Linked DNA regions of Drosophila melanogaster: region 2 is linked to region 1. A link is a contact called in public Hi-C data. All regions are on one chromosome and are shown on one strand. Each heading gives the region's core, a stretch centred on a gene start, on an enhancer-like site or on the middle of the called end of the contact. The rest is flanking DNA. Distances are from core to core; before and after follow the strand shown. Region 1 holds the start of CG42353. Region 2 holds the start of Arp2 (Actin-related protein 2).

Region 1 (4,027 bases), core at 1,011-3,510:
ACACATATATGGATGTACGAATGTACATACATACGTACGAAAGGTTGTAGCTGTGAGTAATTCCGAAGGTTGAGGCATACTAAAATGCACATTCGATCGGTGTTTTGTTAAAGTAAAGCCTGTTAGTACATACGTTGTTCCCCGGGCAGCTGCTTCGCATCGATCGCTTTTTTATTATTATTATTTTTTTTTCGCCTTCAGCTTGCAAAAGATTAAGCCCTCTGATAAGATAGCACCCATTATCTAAGCAAACACACCAATACACGCGCAAGTGTACTCGCCACAGTACTCGCTTATAATAATTTGAATTCTAATCAGAACGGTAGAGGGGGATGGAGAGACTCCAATCAGAGACCTTCCCAGTCAGACTGTTCGAAAAAAAAAATTACAATTTTCCACGTTGTTAATTTATGCCAAATACACACGTACATACAAACGTTAGTGTAAGTTTTTGCATAGAATTTAGCAATGGAATGACCGCGAAATTGATATGTTATTATTGTGTTTAAATTGTTGTATAAGTTTCTAGGTTTACCATAAATGGTGCTTCATAATTATTTTATTCAGTTGGCTTTTTTTTCCCCCCCGAAAGCAGGACTATTCAGTATCTAGAGTCAAGAAGCCATTTAAAGAAACCACGTCAAAGCCAAAATATTTAACACATCTGCATTGGGTTTCGAACTTGCGAAATTTGGATGCGCTGGCGCTAACAAGATTATTTTGTATGAAAAACTGCACCCACTTAATACATATGTAGATATGTATGAATGTATGTATGTACATATGTCTTGAGAGCGAAATAACCCCTTGAACAAATCACACGAAAAGTTAACGAAATCGTACACTGCGTAGGTTATGAAAAATGTTAATAAATGGTTGTATTTAATAAAAAAAAAACATGTGAAAACAAGCAAACATTTTACTGAAAAATATGACTATTTTGAAATATTGTATCCCAAAGAGCCCAACCCTCCTCAAATCTTATAAATTCGAATGTGTGTGTGTGTGTGTGCTGTTGTGTGTTTTTTTAGTGTACCTTTACGGTCCATAGCATGGATCGATTTATGGCATAAATTTACCCTTACCACCACGGAATTGGGAATTGCATCCCTAATTCCGCATGGAGTCTCGTTCCAAATAGATTTTGGATTTTGTGTTCCCAAAATGAATCAGTGTCCGTTCCGATTTGGGAAGAGCCCGTATTGAAGGCAACTGTGAAAGACATTAAACTGCAGCCGCTGCTCTCATTTGCTTTTGCTTTTTTTTTTCTGATTGGACCTAGGTTTTCTTGCTTTTTCTGCCTTTTTGCTTTCGTCATTGTTATGGTTATTTGCTGTTGCTATTGCCGTTGCGCACAGTTGGGTTAATATTTCGAAAATAAGCCATAATTGTGTGTCTCAGCCACCATTTTGTGGTTTTAGTTGAGTTTGAGTTTGTGCTTGCTTTGGTTATTTCCTTCATTTTTTTTTGTTATTTTTTACATATATTTCTTTTTTACGTTTAATGCTTAGTGCGCCTCGTTTTTTCCGTTGGTTTGGCAGCTAGACGGCCAAAGTGTGAGTTCGGATTGGAGTTCATTCACCGCGCAGTAACTGACGGATGCCAATAAGAATATCCCAGATCCCAGTTGGTCTTGAAGAAAACCCCCAACGTTATTTCGTTTTTTTTTTTTCACAAACTCTTGCTTTAACCCGCACTCACTCACGAATACAACAAAAACAAAAACAACAACAACAACAACAACAAAAAGATACAAAATCATACAGATACACACACTCGCACTAACGTTCGTTCACACACACAACCACTATAAACAATCGGCGGTGGTTGAGATCCCCAAAAACCCCTCCCCCACCGAACCAACGAACCACCACTGTTTTTATGTTTCTCTGTTTTGAGTATTATTAATTTCGCCGTACATCGGTGGTACAATGTGTGTTACAAAGCCAAAAAGCCCGAAAAAAAAATAAATGAAAAACAGTCGAATATTTTGTCGTACTTGATGGTAAAGTAAATATAACACACAGATGCAAAGGCGGTTAGACATACAGGGCCAATATACAGATACTATCCGTATATACGGTGTGATTGTATTTGACTTTATTTAACGACAATTACCTAAACAAACGTGAACAATAGAATAGCGGCGGTACGACGACGCGCACTTAACAACAAAAAGTACTCCGGCGTTCGGGAACGGGAAAACCAAACAAAAAAATAACACGTCCGCTCACCACAAGATTTCAAAGTTGACTGCGACAGCAACGATTTTTTTTGCGGCAAATGGAATCCACAATACGATCCACTTTTAATAACATAGGCTTCTCTTAAAGCGTTGTATTTGTATTCATTGTATCTGCAGCGCTACCGGACTGGCGAGATTTCGTTCTGGCTTAAGTTAAGATTTCCGGCTGACCTGGCCTACACCGAAAGAAACGGGTGAAATTGGCATATATCTTATCATATTAATTGAATCAGAAGATTGTTTTAATTTCGTATATTCTTATGGCTAAAGAAATGTTTTTAAATTAAATGTTTATAACGTAGGATGTATAAATAACAATTTGTTCTTAACAAGCCACTGCAATGGTCCTTGTCGACGAACCAAAAATATACTTGCCAACTTTCAAATAATGGGTATACAAAATTATACAGGAGATTTCTTAACGTGTTGCTTATTTTGGTTCTATTTTTTCAAGTAAGGATATTTTAAGGCGTTGCCACAAGTTCGACCTATGATGTTGCCAGCAGCATGGAATAAGAATGCTGAGAATTCAAATTATGAAATTTATTAAAAGTAAGAAATGAAATTATTTGGCTCTTAAAAAAATAAATTTAAAAGAATGTTTAGTATGTGCTGAATGGAAATAATGGTAATTTAACAAAATATACTGAAAACACGTCAATTTAAAAAATATCACACCTTAAAATCGTTAGCCTTAATATCGGTTTTTTTTGCCATGTGCCTTAAAATAAATTTAGATAACATTTTTTTGTAAAATGTTACATATTCAATTAAGCGTTTCGAACCCATTTGGAACCACTTCTTTTAAGGCTACATGAGACTTTCTACAAATATTGTATTTCCGCAATGTAGGTTTGTTACGGCTAAAACTTATTGTTTAAGCAAAATCAGTGGATATGGCAACGCTCGTAAGAAATTATAGAAATATGTGAAGCGCCATCCAGCGGATAGTGCAAGTTCTGCAAAAGCGCGCGTAGTAGCTATTTTTGGAGACTAAACTACCGCCATCTGTTGGTGTTTATTCAAAACAGACGTAAAAAAGTATGTTACACAAAATAAATTTTTTGTGTAGTTACTATATTTTTAGGGTTGACTAGCGTTGTGCTATTTTTCAGTAATAACAATAAAATAAATAGTGATCGCTAGATAAAGCTAGGGCTAATCAAACTGAAAAACGAAATAAAATTGATTATGTTTATCTGTAGTTTATGCAGACAAATAAGTAAACTAACTACACTATTTCACAATTTGCCTTACAAGTAAAAAATGAAACCAGCAAAATTTACTTGAAATCGGCATAACTAATCGCAATTGTTTGGTTAGTTGTTAGTTGGCTTATGAATTAAGTTTTGAGTTCTTAAAAAATCATTTAATTTTAATCTTAAATCACTATGTATCAATTCCATTACAATTCCAATTCACTAACTTTCAACTATACTTTGGTTGTTTTTGTACTTTATACTTAATATGCTTTTCTATTTATGACACCGATATTAAGCAATTATGTACCATGCCATTTACAGAGCAAAACAGAGCTTCTCCTCGAGCCATCCTCTCTCCTTTGGATTAGTGTGAGAACTGTTTCAAAAGGCGATTTTGCGGGCATGCCCCCTTTTGCAGATCCGTGGACAATGCCAAGGGCATGGCCTCCGTTCGCTTAACTGGCAATCTGCGCGTAATGATGGTTTCAGGATTTAGTCGGCCAATCAATCGATGGTCGCATAGAGTTTAACAATTCCATGGTGCGCTTAATTCGGGGGTTCGGTTACGGTACTCGAATTG
Region 2 (4,027 bases), core at 905-3,404, 450 kb after region 1:
GGTTAAAATCAGATATCCACGGACCAACTTTTAGCATGATATATTTACCATAATATATATTTATATATTTTGTATGCATGTGTATAATAATATGAGGGCCCACACACCGAGACCAATGCAACTCAAGCAAAAATGCAATATTGGGATAAGTGACCCCCAGAAGTGATGAAATCAAGATGGTAAATGAAACGATATGCGAATGGGGTAGATCGAAAACAAATTATATAGAAGTAAGTAGATATGCGACACTAATAGACAGAATAGAAAATAGAGCAATTCCACTCCAAAATCAGATGGGTTAGGGGTGAAAAAATATGGTGGGTAATTTGGTGGATAGTGAACTTCTATGCGCTAAATGTATTTCTTGCCGTTTAACTAGTCATGGAGTAGTTACATCGAAAAAAAAAATGATATAATATATGGATATTCGTGTATTTGATGGCCTGTGCACAATTGAATTTGTGTAGTGTATATGGTTGTACTATCTCATCATATTGTTAATTAATTTTAGATACTTTAATTGGTAAGTACGATGGATCATACCTTGACTTCGATATCGCCGATTTTGTTGACCGCCCGAATCATGGGTCGTCCCACCATCGAGGGAAAAATGTGGGTGGGGAAATTGCTGCCGGCATATCCGCACTTAACGAACTGAAAAATAAATGGAGATGTCATAAATACATATATTTATATTATGGTGTATGTGGAAACACATTAAAATAATATGACAGCCGACATATGTACATATATTATTATTTGAGTTAAGCCCTAACACGTAATATGATAATTTAAAATGCTTTTGTATCAACAGGTACTTAAAAATTGCACATAATAATAATAAATAATTATTTTTAATCATTTTGTTTAAGACCAGCTATATCATTTTTCCCGGTGCAGCATTTCCTTGCGTTTTTACTGCTGTGACTTATCGAATTCGGACCGTTATCACAAAACAAAAATTTTTGAATTAGTTTTGATTATTTGGTTTAGGACCAGCTAAATCATTTTTCTCGGTGCAGCATTTGCTTGCGCTTTTACTGTTGTGGTTTATCGGACGCTTATCGAAATCGGACCGTTATCACAATACAAAAATTCTGGGCCTGCGATAAGAACTGATTGTCGGAAATTTTATGGAAGTGTTGGTGTGTGCCAGTGTCGCTCTTTCGACAAATATGTAGGTGTGGGAGATACTGAGTAACGCTGGAATCGTGAGTAATCCACTGATTAGTCAAGCGGAGAGCAAGAAGAAGAGTGGGGAAGCGGAATATAAAGGAGAGGAAGAGGCAATCGCGTAATTGCAACTGCTGCAACTGCTTGACTAACCGCGACGTCAACGCCCGCTGGCCAGCAAGCAGTGAAATAAGCAGCAGCAGCAGAAGCGCTGCTTAGTCCACAAGAAGAAGAAAACGAAAGAAGCGCAGCCAACAACACTCGAAATGTGTGTCACACACCAGTCGTTGGTGATGGTGTGGGTGTGTGCGCTCTGTTTTCACCGCTTGTGGGTGATGTGGGCGGTGCGGGTGGTGACTTTCCCGTTATCTTACCCCAGTGCCGTTATCACAGACGATAACATTTCGACCCTTGCTGTCCATGCTTGAAGGACTCAAAACCGGATCTCTGGAAAACCACTGCTTCTGCTACTCCCGTTGCTTCTGCCTCTGCTGTGGCAACTGCCTTTCCACTTCCACTGATGACGCGACCAGGTTGCCTTTTTGGGTGTTGGTTGTGATTCGGTTTGAAATCACAGCTCGCAGCGCCTCTGCTCGATAAAACCAAACAAAATATTGCACATCAATCGCCTTTCCTGTTGACTTCCTGGGCCGTTTGTTGAGCACTACTGTTAATTGATTCCTTTTCGGCTTTTTTTGTATTTGGACCGCCGGAGAGCGATTGTACTTAATCATACACTTTCCTCTTCCACTCGCACACTCTCACAACACGCGGGCGGGAACCTTGCTCTCTTCGCCACTCTATCGCTTACGTTTATCGCCGCTTCGTTTGGCGGTTATTGGGAATTGAACTCTTAATTTAGACTCGCAATTAAATTTAGGCCGAAACAGTTTGCCGCTATCGACTATTTATACTTATAATTTAGTTATACTGCTGTACAAAAACTCCCTCGTTACTCCCCAGAGTTGAATAAAAATAGATGCATATTCGATACTATCGGCGTTGGACTGAAGCGTACAAAACACCGAAAATAAATACCAGAACCGTTTAGATACTAGATCCAATTATATTTTTTTATTATTTTACAAATTTGTTAATTAAGTTTACTAGTCTGTGTGCCACTTTTAACAATTTAAAAAAGATTAAAAAATACAAGTTTATTAGTAATATATGTTACTTGCACAGGATTTACACAAAACAATTTCAATTCAATTAAGACTTTATTAATTAAATTATTGGATTAAAGATTTGGCAATTTAACAACTAATCACATCTATTTGAAAAACCAATTCGGCAATTGCTGAAATTTCAAAATACTCACATTGATTTCTGGTATTTTTCGTTTGCGCTCTTGCCTCTCGTTCACTCTCATACTTGGAAAAATATTCTTGAATTAAGACTTAAAACAGGTTCAAAATTTGGCGCCATCATTGAATACATGCATGTATTTAAAGAATTGTAATTTAAGCAATTAAGAAGAAAAATGATAACTTGACAATACTGCTCCCAAGGATAAAAAGTTAAGTGATCGAACGCCATAAAATGGAAAGTTTGTTGCTGATTTATTTTATTCCGTTTATATAGTATGTATATGTATGTATAATTTAATAATATAATAAACGTTACTCATTTGTTATCTTTATAATTGCTTTAAGAGGCGAAATGTCTTATATATGTATGTATATACCATGCAGCCGTCTCGTTCCCGCATTTTTTGATTCTGCTTTTGTCTGGGTATTATGTGTTATATTGAACGTTTTAATGCTTTTTAAATAGTTCCCATAAGTATGTTGGCATGGTCTTGACGTACATATTATCAAAATCTACTCATCTCCTCCTCAGCCGTTCTATTCAATTATTTACTTTTACTATGTGCCAGGAAGTTTTGCCTATGCCTCATGCAATAGTTATGTACTTTCTTTATCGAGGGAACTAAGCAAATGTATTGTTAGTCATACATAGTGTAGAATTATTAATACTTCTTAGCTTTATTATTTACCATGGCTCTTGATACACTCGGAATGCAAATCGCCCTAAGAGAATCCAAAATTTACAATTAATTTATTTCAGAAAATTATCTGAATATTGCCTACGTTTAATGGCTTAAAATGTATAGTTCTTTGATAATTAAACTATATTAAAAAAAAAAAATTAAAACTTAATTGTTGACCTATGCGTATTTTGGTATTAACAATTGAAATAAATATTTGTTGTTTTTCAAAAATTATACCTGAAATGTTGTCCATCAATAGAAACATTTGTTTATAGCCTAACAATATGGAATTTAGTTTTCAATTTCATTATTTTAAATCCGTAAAAACCCATACTTGTTGAAAATATTTGCGGCGATTTTCGAACATAAATGCCGATTGATTTTCTGAGTGTATACAATCATTCTATGGAATTGGTGTTCTTGGCGTTCAATACTCGAGACTATTGCAATTAAATGTGATTTGGGGGAACTCCCATTTCACTCGACTAACTAACTAAGTATGCATTTGCGGTGTAACAACATTAACAATTTTAACCACATATAGAACAGAAACTCTGAAACTTAAACGGCCCAACAGCTTTCATCAACTTTCAATAATTATATAGTTGTGGTGGAGGATTAACAAAAAAAAAAAACGCTATATATATATCTATATAAATATGGTGTATCTCTCAATTAGTTGAGTAAGTTGTTTCCATTTCTCCATCTTTTTTTTTTTTATAAAAGCTAAGAGGGAAACTCTGCGACTGCCGCCTCATCCTTGATTTGTTTCTTTTAGCTACGATTTAATTAATCTTGGTATTGTTACGATACGTGCATAGATCACTAAAACTAACTGTTTTCCAATGCCAACTCGGTATA

The links. Hi-C and Micro-C count contacts between places; a contact is called where the count stands out from the background.
Region 2: a Hi-C map of the Kc167 cell line shows a contact between it and region 1, with 1.8 times the contacts expected there. The contact joins the promoter of Arp2 here to the promoter of CG42353 in region 1. A contact is called at or near these places in 3 of 107 Hi-C or Micro-C datasets (the Kc167 cell line, embryo and wing imaginal disc).

The regions. Positions count from the first base shown.
Region 1 is chrX:16,102,686-16,106,712 of dm6, forward strand. It overlaps CG42353, which reads right to left and starts at 2,261. Exons shown (of 5, transcript NM_167485.4): 1 at 2,119-2,261. CG42354 reads right to left here and starts at 2,261. Exons shown (of 6, transcript NM_001144730.3): 1 at 2,119-2,261; 2 at 134-368.
Region 2 is chrX:16,551,797-16,555,823 of dm6, forward strand. It overlaps Arp2 (Actin-related protein 2), which reads right to left and starts at 2,155. Exons shown (of 7, transcript NM_001103531.2): 1 at 1,985-2,155; 2 at 1,548-1,762; 3 at 544-654. The coding sequence starts at 1,595. It overlaps Pp2B-14D (Protein phosphatase 2B at 14D), which reads right to left. Exons shown (of 1, transcript NM_001258786.3): 1 at 2,831-4,027.